2 separate regions of the Sus scrofa genome follow, and region 2 is linked to region 1. A link is a contact called in public Hi-C data. All regions are on one chromosome and are shown on one strand. Each heading gives the region's core, a stretch centred on a gene start, on an enhancer-like site or on the middle of the called end of the contact. The rest is flanking DNA. Distances are from core to core; before and after follow the strand shown. Region 1 holds the start of WT1 (Wilms tumor 1). Region 2 holds the start of PAX6 (paired box 6).

The links. Hi-C and Micro-C count contacts between places; a contact is called where the count stands out from the background.
Region 2: a contact with region 1 is called in a Hi-C map of epiblast stem cells, with 6 times the contacts expected there. The contact joins the promoter of PAX6 here to the promoter of WT1 in region 1. A contact is called at or near these places in 3 of 47 Hi-C or Micro-C datasets (embryonic fibroblasts, epiblast stem cells and fetal skeletal muscle).

What each region holds. Positions count from the first base shown.
Region 1 is chr2:28,410,176-28,413,841 of Sscrofa11.1, forward strand. WT1 (Wilms tumor 1) reads left to right here and starts at 1,746. Exons shown (of 10, transcript NM_001001264.1): 1 at 1,746-2,448. The coding sequence starts at 2,004. LOC102161978 (a long non-coding RNA gene) reads right to left here and starts at 1,437. Exons shown (of 4, transcript XR_002341531.1): 1 at 1,309-1,437.
Region 2 is chr2:28,969,907-28,973,572 of Sscrofa11.1, forward strand. It overlaps PAX6 (paired box 6), which reads left to right and starts at 1,674. Exons shown (of 13, transcript NM_001244172.1): 1 at 1,674-1,813.

The DNA of each region.
Region 1 (3,666 bases), core at 496-2,995:
GCGCCTCCAGGACGAGCGACCCCAAGAGGAGGGAATTGTGTTTATTTAGCGTTTAGTTCTGAGCCCGCACACGCTTCGGGTCCGCAGCCGGAACTCCTAGCTACCCTTTACTCAACGCAAATTAACGAAGACCAAAATGTAAGAAACGGAGAGTAAGTCAAGGCTTTTTAAAACGCGCGACTTCTTTATAACACTGCAACTACCTTGACTGTTGCTTAACGTCGGCTTGGCTGAAAAGCTTTGGACTCCATTCCCGGCCAGACTCGAGTAAGAGGCCCGTGGGCAACCCGCCCTTCCCGCCCCATGCTCCTGTCAGTCCCAGGCTGAGCCGTCGCCGCCTCCTTCTGGGGTTTTCAGGGAGACGCCCCTGAAACGCACTCCAATCCAGGTTCCCAGAGCTTCTCCTTACCTCGGGTCTGTTCCCCCATAGAAGCCGACTATTTTGGAAGAACCAAATAAAGAAAACAAAACCCCAAATACCTGCTCTGGGGCTCAGGACTCCCAAAGAATTGTCTAGGTGGAGAGAGGAATCCGATTTGGTAGTGCCAGGCACGGGGAGCTTCCAACGGTGTGAACTCTGCTTTGGACCGGGGCTGCTGTAGGCTCTCCTTGTCGGCCCCCTAACCTGGCTTGTGCATCCTAGTCATCCAGAGTGGCACTCCCGACTGCAGTAAGCGGAGGCAGAGTTCAGCGGGAGTGGCTCTGGGAACCAACTAGTCCTTCGGGCTTTGTATCTAAACCTTCCTCATTCTCTACCCTCCAGACTCGGCGTCAGGAATCTGAGCGTTTCCTTAGGGTTTTCCTTCCTTGCAAACTAACCGCTGTTTTCCTTGCTTCACTTAGAAAAATTAGTTACTTCTCGCTAGAAAAGGGAGATTAAGTGATGCGGCCACTGATTTTAGGTAAGTGGCAACCGCCTTTCTTTGGGCACAAACTTCACCATGTCACCAACTACCGGACGTTGGAAATACGCCCCGCCCTGTATATCACAACTGATGCAAGCTCCAGGTCACCCACGTTCGCCTTGCGTTTGGCCTCTGGAATCCACAAGGAGCCACCTTGCTCCCCAGTGACCCCGAGAGATTACGGCTACCACTCCAACCCGACGGCTCTAGGAGCAATAGTTGGATTCGCCGGCGCAAGGCAGGGGAATCCACCTCTTTGAAGTCACGGAAAGTTCTCTGCGTTTTCCTTAAGTTCCCGCCCTCGTGGAGCCCCCGGCTCCTCCCTCCAGCCTTCCCTCACTGATTAGCAACCCCATCCCCACCCCCGTCACACAGAGATGCAGAGGGGACATTCACTGCTCACCTGGAGGGTCTCGCCAGTGCCCCGAGGCACCCACACTCGCGAAGGCCGAGAAGGGGAGGTGGAGGGAGGACCGTATCTCACAGGCCAGCGGAGAACGCTTGGCGGGTAGGAGAGGAGGGTGCCTCTGAGAGGGACCCTCCCTCGGGCCCGCCCCCCCCTCCCCACTACGAAGACGCCCCCAAGGAGTCGCGCGCCCAGCCTGGATCGGCTAGGGTAGCGGTGTGAATGGAGCGGCCGACACTCCTGACTCCTCCTCCTCCCCCGCTGCCGGCCCCTCTTATTTGAGCTTTGAGAAGCTGGGGGCAGCCAGGCAGCTGGGGTAGGGAGTTCAAGGCAGCGCCCACACCCAGGGGCTCTCGCAACTCGACCGCCTATCCGCTCCGCACTTCCCGCCCTCCCTCCCACTCATTCACCCACCCACCCAGAGCCGGGACGGCAGCCCAGGAGCCGGGCCCCGCCGCCTCCTCACCGCGATCCTGGACTTCCTCCTGCCACAAGAGCCGGCGTCCACGTGTGCCCCGGAGCCGGCGCCTTCGCACTCACTCCGCTCCGGGCCTGGGTGCCTTCAGCAGCCCGAGCAGCTGGGGATCCGGGGCCCGGGAAGCATCTGGGCCAAGTTAGGCGCGGCGGAGTCGAGCGCGGAGCGTCTGCAAAGCCGGAGGGGCCGCGCAGCGTCCGGTGCTGAGCCACAGCAAATGGGCTCCGACGTGCGGGACCTGAACGCGCTGCTGCCAGCGGTACCCTCGCTGGGTGGCGGCGGCGGTTGTGCCCTGCCGGTGAGCGGCGCTGCGCAGTGGGCGCCGGTGCTGGACTTTGCTCCCCCAGGCGCCTCGGCTTACGGTTCCTTGGGCGGTCCTGCGCCGCCGCCGGCTCCGCCGCCACCACCCCCGCCGCCGCCGCCCCACTCCTTCATCAAACAAGAGCCGAGCTGGGGCGGCGCGGAGCCGCACGAGGAGCAGTGCTTGAGCGCCTTCACTGTCCATTTCTCGGGCCAATTCACCGGCACAGCTGGAGCCTGTCGCTACGGACCCTTCGGTCCTCCTCCGCCCAGCCAGGCATCCTCTGGCCAGGCCAGGATGTTCCCCAACGCGCCCTACCTGCCCAGCTGCCTCGAGAGCCAGCCCGCTATTCGCAACCAGGGTAAGGAGGCTGGGGAGCGCCCCCTACACGCGGGGCGGTAGCGACTGGGTTGCGACCGCGCTCCGGCACTCCCCTGTGCTGCTCCTTCCGTGACCCCAATTCTTATCCAGCTGCCTATCCTAGGGCAGTGAGGGTAGAGGAAGCAGCAGCTGGGGGAGAGGAGGCCCAGGAGAGGGAGTCCTTGGCATGGGCCCTTGACATCTTTCAGAGTGGGGAACCGAACTCTTCGCATGAGGCGGGAGGTTATCTGGGACCCCGCAGACCCGGGGAGATTCTAAGACTCTTCGTCGTGGTAATGGGAAGCGGGAACCAGTGCAATATGTGGCTCTGCCTCGGGGGAGGATGTTTTGTTGCTCAAAACACCATCAAACTTGCCAGTCACTGGACTTTTTAGATATTTAGACTCTGAATTTGGAGTGGGACCAGCTCAGGGTGAACAATCTATCCAGGGGCCACACTAGCCCTTAAGACGATGTTGGTGCACATTAGAAACACAAGTACCTTGGAGCACTAGAATGAGCAAATGAATGAACTAGCGACTGAATAGAGGCTTTTCTGGACCCATGTCCGTGTCCGCGTTTGGCTCCAGGCTCTGGTAGTGTAGAGGTGGGTCTCTCCCGGACTTCAGCTCAAGTCGTGGGCACACGGGCTCCAGGGAAGCTCTGGAAGAGAACCCCTTTTATCCGATTCCGAGCTCTGCGGGATCCCGTCCTACCACAGGCAGTAGAATGAGGCCCAGGCGTCTGCCTGACTTTCAGCCCCCCTCAGGAACCTCCTTGTTGTCTAACGCGGGTCTTAGCTGGCGGAAGACTTTTTTTGCAAGCCTTGGAGGTTAGAACAAGGACAGGTTTATTTATTTCCGTTTTCAGTCATGGTACATCGAGGGACACAGTAGTTTTCTCATTCCCAGCAGGCGTCCACTCTCTTTTCTTTCTCAGGGACCAGAACGGAACCAATCAACCTCAGTATTTTGATTTCTAAATTTATTCTACTTAGGTTTTTGCATTTTTGTAAGCCTAAAACCAGTTCGGGTTGATTCGATATGTTAGGAAGTGCTTTAAGATACGCAAGAGCGGATGCTTTTTCTGGAGCAGAAATTCTCGCGGGCCTAGGGACTGGGATGTTTCTGGAATGCGTGGGTTGGGAAGAGCAGAGTGTGTGCAGTTTGCAGGATGTGCCGGGGGCTTCCAAGCCACAAGAAGGGCCCTGTTCTTCTCG
Region 2 (3,666 bases), core at 424-2,923, 560 kb after region 1:
AGCCAAAACGGGTCGAGGAGACAGGACCACTTAGGGTCCTAGCCCAGATTAGAGTGGCCGGTGGGGAGGATGGATGCCCCTTGCCCCTGACACGGGAAGACCAGGGGATTGGGATAAAGAGGGTGTAGAGAATGTTTGTAAATAAAAAAACCACCACGCTTAAGACCTCTACCAACAGGCTTCCATTCTCATCTCTACCCTACCCTCGACGAGGTGAACCAAAAAAGAGAAATCAAGTCCCACAGGGTGCTGGCCTGACTCAGAGGACGCGGCAGGCAGGCTGCCTGGAGCCGCCTCCCGGCTGGTTGCGAAGTCACCTATCCAGGTGTGCCGGGGGCGGCAGCGGGAACCGCTCGGCCCCCGGGCGCCTGGGCGCCATCTGTGCTCCACTCTCCCTTCGCCGCCCCCACCCAAGTGGTGTGCGCAGGAACTGGCCCTGGGGCCCTTCTCCGGCCTAGGCGTGCCCCTCCTAGCCTCAGCACACACGCGCGCGCACGCACACACACACAGACACACACACACACAAACACGGGATCTACCAGAGCTAGGCCCCCCACGAGTTGCGGAAAGGAGAGATTCCACGCCCCACCGCTTCCCCTGCTGCCACTTTGTAAGGCGCCCCCTGCCCCTGAGGGCCGGACCTCTGTCACTTCCAAGTTCGAGACCCAGAGGGAGGCAGAAAAGCAAGGGGTTGGACACAGAGAAGCCCCCTCCCCTGTTTGGAGGGAGGGAGGGAGACAGGAGAATGACAACGTGGGTCTAAGTCCCCGTCACAAGATAGCCAGGTCCAGCTCCACTAAGCAGTCTCCTTGTCCACAGGGGTGAGGGGAAAAGAAGCACAGACCACCAGGTCAGTATCCTACCAACCCTGCCCCAATTTCTGTTGCTTCCTCAGCGCAAGGGGAATCTTGACTTCAGAATCTGGGACTTTCCTATTTTCCCTCTCTAGACCACAAAGACAACAGATAATTCCCAAGTCAAAGATTAATAAAATCATCTACATTTTCTTTGTGACTAGAGCTTTTAGCCGTAGGGGCGGAGGGAAGCCTGGGCGGGCGCCGTTTGGGGAATCCAGCGGGCCTGGCCAGGACTTTGGCTTAGCCTGCGGGAAGAGATAGCCCGTCCTCTCCCCAGCCCCCATCTATGTCCACCTGTGACTTATAGGCACGATGGCCAGGTTGGGGTACCATCGTTTCCTCCACCTCCTCCTGAAAACGACTCCTGCCAAAAATTCCTCTTAACCCAGTGCCGCCTCCGGTCCCTCTGATGAAGTGATTTCCTCGGAGGATCTGAGGAGGGGATCTGGTGGGCACCCGGAAAGACAGCTGGTCAGCCTAGGGGCAGGGTCTCGCGTGCCAGGAGAGGAGGAAGAGCGTACTCAAGAGGACTAGTTTCCTTGGGGTTGACATTACAGCCTAAAGGAGGGCGGGGCAGCCCAAGATGGATTGGGCGTGGGCAACCAAGGGCCTGGCCCAGGACCGCGTTGGCAGTACGGGGAGCGGGCCGGACTCGGGATGGGGAGGGGAGGCTCCCGCCGCGCACGAGCGCTAGACTGCGCGGAGCGGAACCCAACTCTGGCCGCCATGACGTCACGCGAGTCGGGCAACCAATGAGGACCGCGCTGGCATGGATATTAAGGAAAGTTAGCGCCTGCCTGAGCACCCTCTTTTCTTATCATTGACATTTAAACTCTGGGGCAGGTCCTCGCGTAGAACGCGGCTGTCAGATCTGCCACTTCCCCTGCCGAGCGGCGGTGAGAAGTGTGGGAACCGGCGCCGCCAGGCTCACCTGCCTACCCGCCCTCCGCTCCCAGGTAACCGCCCGGGCTCTGCCCCGGGCCCGGCTCGGGACCCACGCTCCCTCTCCGCTCCCCGCGACGGGAGTCCCCAAACCAAGCCCGCCCCAAGTAGCCCAGGGGCTTGATTTTTCTTTGAAAAGGAGGCAAAGATGGAGGGGAGTTACCGAGGGCGGGATAAGATCGAGGAGGGGATGTCTTGTCTTTGCTGAGCGTGTTTGTCTGCAAAAGTGGCAAAATATTCCAGTCTTCTGAATGGACTTCCAGTTGAGTGCTGAGGTGGGAGGAGAGGGGGGTAGAGAGAGAGACACAGGGATCTGCTGCTACAGTCTCAAAAGCCTCTGGCGACCATGAGAAGTGCAGGGGCTGGGGGTGGGATGCAGTTTGCACCCGGAACTCCCCCAATAGCAGTTCAGGACATTCTCGCGTGCAGAAGTCCCCACCTGCGCCTGGAGCGCGTGGAAACCCCGCGGGTCGGGGGAAGTGCAGCAAAAGTTTGCGGCGGTTGCAAACCATAGATGGTTGGACCGAAACAAAGTCTAAGAGATGGGAGTTCGTTTCTCATAAAGGAGAGGAGGACGAAAGAATGCAGCCCGCAGAGCTGGGCAGCGCGTAAAGCCCCCAGCGTGTGATTTGAGCTTCACTTGGGAAGACCTAATAATTAGCGATTCTCACTGAGCTAGAACGCGGGCTCGGGTTACCGCGGGCGCTGGGTTCGCTGCCTCGGTGGGAAGCTTGTGGGCGCCAGAGGAGCCGGGCCTCTGCGTGCAGGGGAAAGCAGCGCCCAGCCACTCTCCTGCCCCCGGACGACCCAGGCCGGGAGCCAGAACTTTCTTCAAAATGGGTCAGGGAAGAAACGACCCCAAACAGACTAACTTGTGGTTCCGCGGGGCAGTTAAGTTTTGGGAGTCCAGCTCCAGGCAGCCGGCGACACCAGTATGGGCTTAGGCAGGGCATGGAAGCACCCGCCTGAGAGGTTAGGGAGGCCTCTAGGTCAGGCCTGGCTTGCCCCAGACTCCCACTCGTGCTCCTGGCGCCCCGTCTTTAGACCTCTTGAGGGCTCCTTCAAGGGACATTTATATCTAAGGCATCTGTGACAGGTGCTGGGACCACCGCCCAACTCCGAGAGGTGGTCGCCACCTGCCCACCTCCTCCGGAAAGCAGGGAAACAAGAGAAGTGACCACCGGGCCGCGCGCCTTACCTGGGCCTGGGTCCTCTCCTCCGCGGATTCCTTTCTCCGGGTCTGGGCGGTGAGCAGGTTGCCCGCTTCTCAGTGGGAAGTGGACCTTCTCCTCCAGTCATAAATCAAACCCAGCCATCCTCGGGCCTCCTCCCTCATTAGAGATGTTTATTGGAGATTGTGTTTATTCGGCTGTCACAGCGAGAAAACGCAGTGACATAATTACCTCTGACCAGAGTCCTCGCCGTGTGCCCAGGGCGAGCCGGGGACCTCTTCTGTCGCCTTCTCACTCTCTTGCCCTACTTGATCGGAGGGCACATGCGGTTGGCTTGGGGTTTTCCCAAAACCTCTCATATAATTTCATTTATTGAATGAATTACTATTCCAATTTCCCCAGGGCCTGGGCATGTATTATTTTTTTATTTTAGAATTTGAAAGGAAAACCCGAGGGGACTCTAACGCCCCTCCGGGGCAGAAGGGGGCAGCGCGGGAGAGACACGGAAGGAGAGTCCCTCTCGCTGCGCAAACTTTCCGGCCCGCCCCGCTGCCGAGCGCGGGGCCAAACGCCACCCTGCGCCGGAGCCTGGCCAGAGCAGTGGGGAGTTGGCCGGAGGGATGCATATCGATATTTGTGGTGATATTTATTGTTTTATTCATCATTCCCTTTCCTCTTGGGGGAATGAATTTGAG